Linked DNA regions of Hordeum vulgare: regions 1 and 2 are each linked to region 3. Evidence: chromatin contacts called from public Hi-C data. All regions are on one chromosome and are shown on one strand. Each heading gives the region's core, a stretch centred on a gene start, on an enhancer-like site or on the middle of the called end of the contact. The rest is flanking DNA. Distances are from core to core; before and after follow the strand shown. Region 1 holds the start of LOC123425950 (probable protein phosphatase 2C 62). Region 2 holds the start of LOC123425945 (protein MAIN-LIKE 2-like). Region 3 holds the start of LOC123425948 (serine/threonine-protein kinase 24-like).

The links. A called contact is a pair of places that touch in the nucleus more often than the background predicts.
Region 1: a Hi-C map of leaf shows a contact between it and region 3, with 5 times the contacts expected there. The contact joins the promoter of LOC123425950 here to the promoter of LOC123425948 in region 3. A contact is called at or near these places in 4 of 6 Hi-C or Micro-C datasets (leaf and seedling).
Region 2: a contact with region 3 is called in a Hi-C map of seedling, with 5 times the contacts expected there. The contact joins the promoter of LOC123425945 here to the promoter of LOC123425948 in region 3. A contact is called at or near these places in 5 of 6 Hi-C or Micro-C datasets (leaf and seedling) and 1 of 1 datasets of contacts at active chromatin or transcription factors (embryo).

Annotation. Positions count from the first base shown.
Region 1 is chr2H:229,184,714-229,188,670 of MorexV3_pseudomolecules_assembly, forward strand. It overlaps LOC123425950 (probable protein phosphatase 2C 62), which reads left to right and starts at 1,279. Exons shown (of 5, transcript XM_045109725.1): 1 at 1,279-1,669. The coding sequence starts at 1,631.
Region 2 is chr2H:227,549,366-227,553,183 of MorexV3_pseudomolecules_assembly, forward strand. It overlaps LOC123425945 (protein MAIN-LIKE 2-like), which reads left to right and starts at 1,670. Exons shown (of 5, transcript XM_045109712.1): 1 at 1,670-1,870. The coding sequence starts at 1,685. LOC123425944 (pre-mRNA-splicing factor ATP-dependent RNA helicase DEAH7) reads left to right here. Exons shown (of 15, transcript XM_045109710.1): 15 at 1-1,391. The coding sequence ends at 1,162. TRNAH-GUG (a tRNA gene) reads right to left here and starts at 1,615; the gene lies at 1,544-1,615.
Region 3 is chr2H:228,479,192-228,482,960 of MorexV3_pseudomolecules_assembly, forward strand. It overlaps LOC123425948 (serine/threonine-protein kinase 24-like), which reads left to right and starts at 1,282. Exons shown (of 20, transcript XM_045109721.1): 1 at 1,282-1,629. The coding sequence starts at 1,535.

The sequences.
Region 1 (3,957 bases), core at 29-2,528, 710 kb after region 3:
TGGAGAGAGGGGGGAGGGGAGGAGCTGGCAGACGGCAAAGATGGACGGGGAGGCAGACGACAAAGATGGAGGGGGAGGGGAGGGGAAGAGAAGGCAGACGACAAAGATGGACGGGGAGGGAGACGGCAAAGATGGACGGGGAGGCAGACGGCAAAGCCTCCGTTAACCCCTAACGGAGGCAACGCCTGACGGCTGCCGTCTCGAACACTTTGCCGACTGCTCCTAAGGAAAGCTGACGGCAAAGAGCTTTGCCGTCCGCTTTGGGGGGGGGGGGGGGGGGCAGACGGCAAAGAAGGTCCTATGCCGTCGTAGGCTGACGCAGAAATTTTGCCGGCCGTGAGAATCTTTGCCGTCTGTGATATTGTCTTTGCCGTCCGGGATATTGTCTTTGCCGTCTGTGATGGCAGACGATAAAGAAGCTGATTCCTAGATACATATCCCCATCAGTTCAAACGCTACTTTTTTTGTACAAAAGAATCAACGTGCTTCCTCCATATGTCGTCGAATCCCTTCATACGTAAGGCTTGTTGTAGGAATGACCATTTAACTTTGTCATATGCTTTTTCAGAATCCACCTTAAAGATAACTCCATCTAGTTTCTTCGAATGGATTTCGTGTAGGGTTTATGTAGGACAACCACACCCTCTAGTATGTTTCTCTGTGGCATGAAAACCGTCTGACTTGGTTGCACCACAACATGTATAATCCGTATCAATCTATTTGTTCCAACCTTAATAAATATTTTAAAACTCACATTAAACAGACAAATATGACGGAATTGTTCAATGCGCACCGTTCCCTTTTTCTTTGGCAACAACATAGTTGTCCCAAAGTTTAGATGAAAAAGTGTAAATGTCCATTAAATAAATCATAAAACATCAAAAGTAAATCACCCTTAGTGAAAATAATAGAAGCATACAAATGATTTAGCGTCAAGTGGCCATGTTCCACTTAATTGAAGTAACAAGCAAACGCTTGTTCTTTCTGCGAGGAGAGAGGAAACTACCCCAAAGTCAATTACTCGTGTTTGCAGGCCATTCTGCAACTTGTGGTTGACGACCAGTCAATCTAATTATACAGCTTTCAAGTTTTACACATGCTTTATCGATAGCTTGTCATGAAACTCCAGAGTGGTCAGGTGCCAAGTTTGTCAAATAGAGTCGTGGAATTTTGCCCCAGTCCTGCGTTTCACATGAAATGAAATGCTCCCAAATGTGAAATAGTATGAAAAGGACAGGGGGGAAGCCGACCGCTTTTTTCCCTGCCCGCACCCGACATTTCCATTGCCCCAACCCCTACCAATCTCAGGTCAACCGACTCTATCCAACAAGACCCAGCCCCCTTCGCAAGGCCGAAGCTGACCCCCACCCCCACCCCCACCCCCACCAACCCCTCCTCCCTCCCTCCCTCAATTATTATAAGTTGTTAGCATTGTTAATCACTTCAGAGTCGACCGATCCATCCGACCATCAGCTGTATTGTTCGGTGGATGACAGCAGGGGAGAGGTGCGATTCTGACTTTCTGAGGGGCGGCTGGATTCCAAGAAACCATCTTCTTGTGCTGCTAGCTAGGGGCGACGCAGTTTCTGTCAGGGAATTGTAAACCGGTGGTCTCGAGGAACCCAATCCCATGGCCGGCAAGGAAATCTACCACAAGATGAAGGACAAGGTAATACTTTCTTTCTTGTTTTCATCAGTTTGCGCTGATTTGCGAGTTTAGCTAGTAGATACATCGTATGCTTGCTTTTCTTGTCCTTGGCCTTGCATTAAAGATGTGAGCTGGAGTTTGAGAGTCCCGTGAAATGGCGGATGTGGATTGACGTGTTGTGCTTCAAGTTCGAGCATGTCTTGGGAAATTGTAGAATGATGATACTCAATCGGTTACTTTTGCTGGTCAACTATTTTACCTTCTCCAGTGATGCAGATGATTGTGAGTTGTCAAGTTTGGTCACCCGTAACGATGCCTGGTTACCATGGATCTTTGTATTACTCCCTCCGATCCATAATATGTGTCGCAGTTTTGAAGTTTGAACTGAGGTTGAACTAGGGAATAACTTTTTTCTTTGGTGGGGGTGGGGCGGTGGGTTGAGGTATATAGTTGGTTCCTTTCGGAGAATTGGTATGCATAAGTTTCAATAGCTGGATGGATTAACTTAAGGAAAGGAATTTACGAGGGTAACCTATTGTTCTAACCCTAGAATGTCACCGTGGTAATAGAAATGCTAATCTGAATGAAGGTTGTTAGTTTTGCAAAAGAGATTGCAAATGTCTTTTCAAGTGTTTGAGTGTTTTTTAAGTCAAATGCAATCAAGAACTACAAAGGCTAGAAGCAAAAGTTATAAGTTCCTCGTGTATATGCACTACTGCGCTACACATATGAATGTCTCATGTTCTGTTGTTAGGGAACAATATAAATTCCCTGTTTCTTGCTGATAGCTTGGAATGAAGAAATTTTGAGGAAGCAAACACTTTTGGGAACAAGAGAAAACAATTCAATATCTTGGTTGTAAAAGCATGGTAGGAGAGCACAATACAGTGGACAATATGCACAGGCTTAGATTTTAATTGACACTCAAAGGCACAACCGTCATGTTTGTTGGTTTAGTATGAGTTTTATTTTGTATTGGTGAAGCCTCAGTGAAAGGACGTGGATGTCGCCTGGAGGGGGGGGGGGTGAATAGGCGCTTTAAAATAATTACGGTTTAGGCTTGAACAAATGCGGAATAAAACTAACGTTTAATTTGTCAAGCACAAAACCTAAAACAACTAGGCTCACCTATGTGCACCAACAACTTATGCTAAGCAAGATAAACAACTAAGTGATAGCAAGATATATAAGAAGAAACAATATGGCTATCATAAAGTAAAGTGCATAAGTAAAGGGCTCGGAAAAGAGATAACCGAGAAACGCGGAGACGACGATGTATCCCGAAGTTCACACCCTTGCGGATGCTAATCTCCGTTTGGAGCGGTGTGGAGGCACAATGCTCCCCAAGATGCCACTAAGGCCACCGTAATCTCCCCATGGCCTCGCACAATGCAAGATGCCGTGATTCCACTAAGGGACCCTTGAGGGCGGTCACCGAACCCGTACAAACAAGGTTGAAGCAATCTCCACAACTTAATTTGAGGCTCCCAACAACACCACGAAGCTTCACAACAATGGAATATGGTTTTGAGGTAACCTCAAATGCCCGAGGCAATCTCCACAACCTAATTGGAGACCCCGACACTTGCCCAGAGTTTTACACCACAATGATTGAGCTCCAAAACACCACCAAACTTCAAGGACGCCAAAACATCCACGAAGAAGAAGAACAATCATTAGGGTACCAAGCACCCAAGGGTAATAAGCTTCTCAAACTTCACTTGCACGTATCACCGTTAAGAACTCAAACCAATGCAACTAATGCAATGACAAGAACACATGAAGCGGTCAAGTCCTTCACACTCAAATCCCTCCACAACAACAAAAGCTATGGAGGAATATGAGAGGAAAAACAAGGAGCTCACAAAGAACTCCAAGATCAAGATCTAAGGGGTCCCACTCACATAGAGGAGAAAGTGATTGGTGGAAATGTGGATCTAGATCTCTTTCTTTTCCCTCAAGAACTAGGAAGAATCATTGGAAGCTCACAGAAGGTCAACAATGGGAGGAGAACACGAGATCTATGGATAGGAAACCATTGGGGAAGAAGACCCCCTTAAATAGTGGGAGGAAAATTGCCCGTTATTCTGCCCAACGACTCAGCTAAGCGGTAGTAACGTGCACCTGGGTGGTACTACCGCTTGGGCGGTACTACCGTCCTGCAGAGAGCGGTACTTCTGCTTAGCCTAGTCGAGGGGAGGTAAGACAGCAGAAGAATTTTCTAAACGGTAGTGGGAGCGACAGAGGTGGGCGGTAGTACCGCTGGAGCGGTACTACCGCTCCCCCTGGGCGGTACTTCCGCCCAAAAA
Region 2 (3,818 bases), core at 420-2,919, 930 kb before region 3:
TGCTCTTCAGGTTTTTCCGTGTAGTCGAGCAGCTGCAGACCAGCGTGCAGGACGTGCTGGAAGAACCGGTCCTGGCACATGCTACAGGCTCTTCACAGAATCAGCTTACCAGAATGAGATGCTCCCTAACCCGGTGCCAGAGATTCAAAGGACTAACCTGGGAAACGTGGTTCTCTTGCTGAAATCTCTCAAAGTTGAAAACTTGCTTGATTTTGACTTCATGGACCCACCCCCCCAGGAGAATATCCTCAACTCCATGTACCAGCTATGGGTGTTGGGCGCCTTGAACAATGTTGGTGGACTTACAGAAATAGGTTGGAAGATGGTAGAGTTCCCACTGGACCCGACTCTAGCAAAGATGCTTCTCATGGGGGAGAAGCTAGACTGCCTTGATGAAGTATTGACCATTGTATCCATGCTCTCAGTACCCTCAGTTTTCTTCCGCCCAAAAGATCGAGCAGAGGAGAGCGATGCCGCAAGGGAAAAATTCTTTGTCCCAGAGTCTGACCACCTAACACTCCTGAATGTATACCTGCAATGGAAGTCAAATCAATATCGAGGAGACTGGTGCAATGACCATTTCCTCCATGTTAAGGGTCTCCGTAAAGCTCGGGAAGTGAGGTCTCAACTGCTAGACATACTGAAAGCCCTGAAGATCCCACTGACATCATGCCATATGGAATGGGACGTGGTGAGGAAGGCTATCTGCTCGGCATACTTCCATAACTCGGCAAGGTTGAAGGGCATAGGAGAGTATGTCAACTGCCGGAATGGGATGCCGTGCCACCTGCACCCCAGCAGTGCTCTCTATGGTCTCGGGTACACCCCTGACTATGTGGTGTACCATGAGCTTGTCCTGACAACCAAGGAGTATATGCAGTGTGTGAGCGCAGTGGATCCGCAATGGCTGGCAGAGCTGGGTCCTATGTTCTTCTCTGTGAAAGACACGGACACCTCCCTGCTGGACCACAAGAAGAGGCAGAAGGAGGAGAAGACGGCCATGGAAGAGGAGATGGAGAAGCTGAGGCAGGAACAGGCGGAGGCAGCCCTCATGGAGAAGGAGAGGGAGCGACGGAAGAGAGCCAAGCAGCAGCAGCAGATCTCTATGCCGGGTCTGAAGAAAGGCTCGACATATCTGAGGCCCAAGAAGATGGGTTTGTAGATAACAAAGCTCGAACAAGCTTTTGCAGTGTATTGTGTTTTTTGTAGGCCGAGGGAAACCTGTACAATAGCTATATGTTGGTGATCCAGTCACGCCTGAAGGAATGTAGTAGTTCAAGCCTGCACTCTGCAGCATGTACAACACACATGAATGTAACATTTACAGAACTTGAGAGACGAAACGGCACTGTCAACCACTTTGTCACGATGGCAAAGCATTCTTCTTGGTACCTGTTTGTATGTACACTTGTTAAATTTTAATTCTTGGTTCTTGACTGACTTGTAGCTCAAATTTAGATTGAGTGACATGAAGTCCACCATCTTATTAGCCGGTTCTGAAGTGAACAATTCCCTAGCAAAAAACACACGCAAAAAGAAACCGTGTGGCTGCTGGGATTCGAGCCCAGGTCTCCACGGCCACAACGTGGAATTCTCACCACTAAACTACAGCCACATTATTGTACGAAATAGCCTGAAAGCTTTTATAAATATTGATGGACCTCAGACTGGCCCCCCTCGCTCGATGAGCTTTTCTTCTGGTGGGCCCCGCCTGCTCCATTCTCCACTTTCCCGTCTCCGCCTCCGCCCAAGCCCCAGCCCCCAGGGAAAGGGAAGGGAAAGGAGGTGCCCTAACACCGTCCAACAGTCTAACAGCCTCCGGAGGCGGAGGCTAGCGGTGTGTCACCTACCGCCCCTCGCCGGCGAGCAGGTACTCTGCGATTCCTCGTCATTCTCAACATCCCTATCGGGCTGGGCTGGAGGGAGCCCTCGTTCTTAGATCCATCGATGCCACTTGCACTTCTCCGTAATCTCATTCTCGTGTGTCCGTGGTAAGACGGCTTTGTGAATCGTGACTGGAACGCTATGCAGAAAAGCAGGCAGTATAGGTTTAATGCATTGTGCAGTTGTTCCATGCATGCGTGTTCCTCGGTGGCAACTGATTGCGCCGCCTGACTCAGCATTTGCCAAATTGCGGGTTTGCCTTGTGCTTTGTTCGAATCATTCAGTGCGTGGTGCTGATAACAAGAGCACCGTCTGGGTTTGGTCGGTTCCGTTGACTTGACTGATTCTTCTTGAGTCTTCTCATGGTAGACGCATGGACTGTTCTGCATTCTGTTGGTGCATTGCACAAGACCTCATTTAGATGGTTAAGTGCTTTTCCGCATACCACTGATGGAATACTTGGATCAGGTAACAAGCGGATGCGAAAAATTTCACGCAGGATATTATGGATATTTTCACGGCACTTATTTATTGTAAGGCTTTTCTAGGAAAAAGTATACTCCCTCTGGTCATGTTTTACTTGTCACACAAATTGATAAAAATGGATGTACCTAAAACTAAAATACATCTACATACATCCATTCCTATAACAAATATTTTCGGACGGAGGAGGTATTTGACAATACAGAATCAGTCTGCTTATTGTTTGCCATGTTGTGCCCATTTGCTGGATCTGCCGTGAGAACATTTGAAAATTCATTGCTATCGCCTCATTAAAAACTGGGTCTACCTAGGGGGCGGGTGATAACGTATACACACCAGCAAAGGTTCCATTTTCCGTTTCTCCTTTAGTCCATGTGCTTAAACTTTTATATAGCTTGAAATAGATTGTAATTGGGTCACTTATCAGGTTTCATCGGGATCAAGCCCCACACCCCAAGCTACCACCCTGAAGAACAATAACCCCCTTGGAGCCTTACTTTTAGAGATGCCGTGACTCTCGTCTCACGACCCTTTTCCTTGCACTGGTCAAGCACAGGTCCTGGTAACTGTGCTTTACACAACGATTTATCATCAGAGACTATAGAGCTAACTTGCTTGGAGAAATGAAATAATATTTATGAATATTTATACTTGGTATGATTTGGGTGCCAAATCTTGTAGAACACCTGGAACATTTACTAAAAAAGGTTGAAAGTTATTTTGAGTGTCCTAAATAATTGTCCTCTTATTTTGTTTTGCTAGACAGCCAGAGCAATATTGTTAGAAGAGTCTGTTTGTGGACCTTAAAAGCTGCAACATACTGGTGGCATCCAAAGATGTGCCATGCTCATCTCCTCAGCTGATTACTGAAGGGGAAAACATTATTATTACTCAGACTGACCTCACTAATATTTCTGCCACTGTAAAAAAATTCTACACCTGTCACTGTTTAGATTTTAGAACAAATAGTGGCTACGGATGGAACTTTTGTGCATGTGTATGTGTATGTAATTCACTTTACTTTTATCCATGAATCATCCTACCAGTGGGAGTGATGGGTAGTTGGCAAATTATAGGGCAAGAAAAAAGTTCAAAACATACTTTAACTTCCCGTAGATGTTCTCAATCTGAAATTCTGAATTATTGTGTGCCTGACTATATTTATGTTGCACAAGCATCCCTTAACTGCTCAAAATATTCCATTAGAAATGGTGTATTTGAATCTATGATTGCCGGGCATCACTGTTAACAATTATAAGAAATGGTGTGTTTTCTCTTCATTATTCTGGTGCATGCACTGTAGTGTATTGATTCCATCCTTTTTAGTTGTTTTTGCACATCATTTCTGTCAGCTGGATCTGCACAAATACCAACATTCCTGTTCGGTCTACCTTTTGCTTAACAATAGTGGACGTGGACCATTTACCTTCATTTTCTTACCATGTTTCCAG
Region 3 (3,769 bases), core at 32-2,531:
AGTGGCGGATGAGGTAAATTAGGTATTAGGATTAGTCTGCACAATTAGTATGTACATCTAACACGCACTTCAGACTTTTTTCTCCAAGTCATATTGTGGTTGTACCAGTGTACGTGCGTGTGTATGTATGTGTTTTTTTGGCATCATACACTCCCCTGTGAAGTGCGTGTTTAATCACCATTCGATGGACATGTGGATTTGAGGTGTTGGATGGTGTTGGAAATGGTTGATGCTACTAGGTTCCTCACATGTTCTGTTCTTGGAGCGTGTGTGCTATTACAAATTCAAACAAATGCATGCATGCTCGCTTGGCTCTGACCATATGCCATATACTAGCTTTAGTTTGGTTAAAACAAACTCAACTCGATGTATGCAAACTATATGCCCAGTGTCTTTATGCCTTTCCTTGTCCCTCAATTGTTTCTGGCATGCTCGTGATTTTTAAAAGGTTTCTTTTGACTAATTATAACTTATATAGTGGGATATGTATGCGTGCTATTATTTCCAGTTTCAAGGTTGTAGCGAAGATGTGTTGCTGACCATGAAGCACTGCAAGGCTTGAGGATATGTATCACAACTTAGAGACTGGACACAATGCTCTTGCTCCTACCACCATGCAAGTGGTCAATGATTTAGTGTCGAACTATTGATTAGTCCCTCTTTTTTTTCTTTAATCTATGTGATGATGTCCTTTACCATAAGTTATTGTTACGTGGATTCAATAAAAATGATGTTTTAGGCATGTTTGATAGTTATGGAACAAATGCCATAGACGATAGCTATTGCTATTATGGAGATGTTTTGAATTATTGTTTCATTTGCTATTAAATGTTTGATGATCCTTCATCAATCATACACGTTTGCTCAAACCTAAAGCTCCTAAATAACGAAAATATTTTGAAAGCACTCATGATTTGAAAGGTACGTATATTTTTAAGCAAGAGCATATATATTTTTTGCTCAGATATAAAGTTATTGAAAAATACAAATGTTTTCAGTGCGAACATGATTTCAAAAGGATCTGTGCGAACATGATAGCAAGTATTTTGTGCTATCAAATTAAAATGTGTATATACATTTCATTGTAGACAATAATTCATCATGTTTTTTTAACAAATGAGATTAAATCATGAATATTTTTTCCATCGCGCACATGAATTTAGTGTGCCTCTGCCATTTGGCGCAACGGGTCCACTAGTTCCCCAAACCAAAAAACACCCTATAGGACATCCCCACCCTCCAGTCCCCTTCCCGCCTCTGACACCGCTGCCCACCTTCCAGCTCTTCCACGCGGCCCCACCACCTTGGCCACTCCAACTCGCCCAGATGAACAAACCAAACACCTGCACCAAATCTCGCGACATGTAAAAATGGGCCAAGCCGGAAGCAGCCAGCCGCCGACGAGGGCGTAGCGCGACACGGGCACGCCCCTGAATCCTGACCCCAGCCCTGAAGGAGGGAAAGGAGGACGAATCCGGCCGTCTCCTCCTCCCTCCAAAACCCTAGCCGCGGCAGAAGCGAGATCTCAGGGAGGATGTCGGACTCGGCGTCGATGGCGGCCGCCACAGAGGCGCGTTTCAGCAACCGCGACCTCATCGGCCGTGGCTCCTTCGGCGACGTCTATAGAGGGTTCGTTCGCTGACCCCCCCTCCATCATCGCGAACAAAGTTTATTTAATCATTTTCTTCCTCCCTTGTACGCGGATTTTAGCTGATGCTCCTCGGTGGCGGCTAGTGTAGCCTTTCGTTTTGCCTTTGATCGAGCAGCATTGCGGATTAGAGTGTCAACAGGGCATGTCTCATGGCGAATTGGGACATTAGGCGGCATGATTGATGCACTTAAGTAGCCAATCTAAGTGCTGCTCGTGACGTTTTTCACTGATTTATTCCTGTTAGCAAGGTGGCATTGGTGGATTGATCAGGATCTACGTCGAAAGCGTTCTATTTAAATGCAGGGTGATGGATTTACGGAAATAAGCAGTGCTAATTCGGTCAACCTAGTCCCTATCAGAGACAGGCCACAAATTTGTACCAACTAGATAATGCCCCGCTCGTTGCTGCAGGAGTTTTTCGTGTGTTTTCAGAGTAACATCCACATGCCAAAGAAGATAACAATATGAATAAATAATATGACAAATTTCATATTCAAAGATGTTACTACACTATAGATTGCCAGTGTACAATTTGATGAACTGCATTTTGTAATTCTTCTTGGGTATGTTATGTATAGAACTCAGATTGCATGGAAGATAAATATTGCATTGCAGAAATTAAAATACAAAGATGCAGCAGAAAAATAGTGGCAATTGTCTTACAAACATATGAGTTGAAAACATTAGATTTCAAAACCGAACCTGATCTGTAGACTATCTTGTCTTTCATCTTCAACAAAAACCTGGATGGGTGGGGCAGAATCAAGGGACACCTTGAGAAAGTGGTTGCATGGAGAATCTGGTACAGAAAATAGAGGCCACATCGAGGGCTGCAGATCTGTCAGGGCCAACACACATGGTACCAGCAAGCGATATTTGTCAAATATCAAAATCGCTAATGATGGAAGATCACGACATTGAGCTCAGTTGCTCTGCATAGATCCCTTCAGTAGTGCTCCAACACTCGAGATATCACCAACAGGGGATCATCGTTGTTTTGTCGTAACCGAGCGAGTGGCAAGTTACAAAAAATCAAATAATAAGAAAGTGTGCACATATGTCATTCATATATGGTTCCAAGAAGAATGAAAATAATAATTCTTATCGATCTTTGCTTTGGGATAACACCACAAAACTTCTGATTACATGATATCAAAAGGATGAATAACTGTTAAAGTTCAGTGGCAAACAAATAATTCAAATAAAAATATGTTCAAGCACTGAAATAATCAAACTATGAAGACTACATGCACTTCTACTATAAACAATTGATAAATCACCAGTTCCATTGTTAAATAAGGGAGGTGTAATACAAAAAAAAATCAAGAACCACTTTACTGTAAACTAAGATCACTGGCAAAAAAACTAAGATCAGTGATAAACAAATAGCTGAAATAAATGTACCTTCCAGGACTGAACCAATCAACTGAAGACCTGCTACTTGATAAATCATGTGGAGCTTTTCTTGTGGACCTCGGTGCTGGTCAGCCAACGTCTGAAGAATCGACTGGGAAGACGTGCAGTGAAGAACATCAGAGACCTGGAAGTTATGGAGATGACGGGAACGTTGCACCTCCGCTGCTTAATTGGATAGGAACTGCATACCCTGCAGGAGGAAGGGGATATAGATCTACCGGTCTCTGTTGCAAGAAAATACTGGAATCTGTTGGAGATTTGGGAAGGTGAAAAGGGGGAGGTGCTGCCATGAAGAACAGAGGAGGCGGTGATGGGGATCCTTGGCAATCAAAATAGCACTGCCGTGGTCCATGGAGAAGATGGGAAGCAGAGGGGGCGCTACGATGGGGAAGAAGAAACGGGGCGCTGCGACGGGGAAGAAGAGACGAAGCGGTGGTGTCGGTTTCCAGAAGAGAGGAGTCCTCTATGATTCTTTAAAATAAAAAAGAAATTACATCAGCAGGTGACGTGGCAGCACTACAATCCAGGAAAAATCAGTAGTGGGAGATAGCTATTTAGAAAAAAATAGAGGATTCATCTTAGATAGCAGGGTATCGTAATTGTTTGGCTTCAGTCTAGTGTGAGAATCTGTCCCTGTTATGAGTATCATTGCCAGTTCCTGCTAATTGGCTAAAGCTGGATCTCATTAACAACACCACTGAA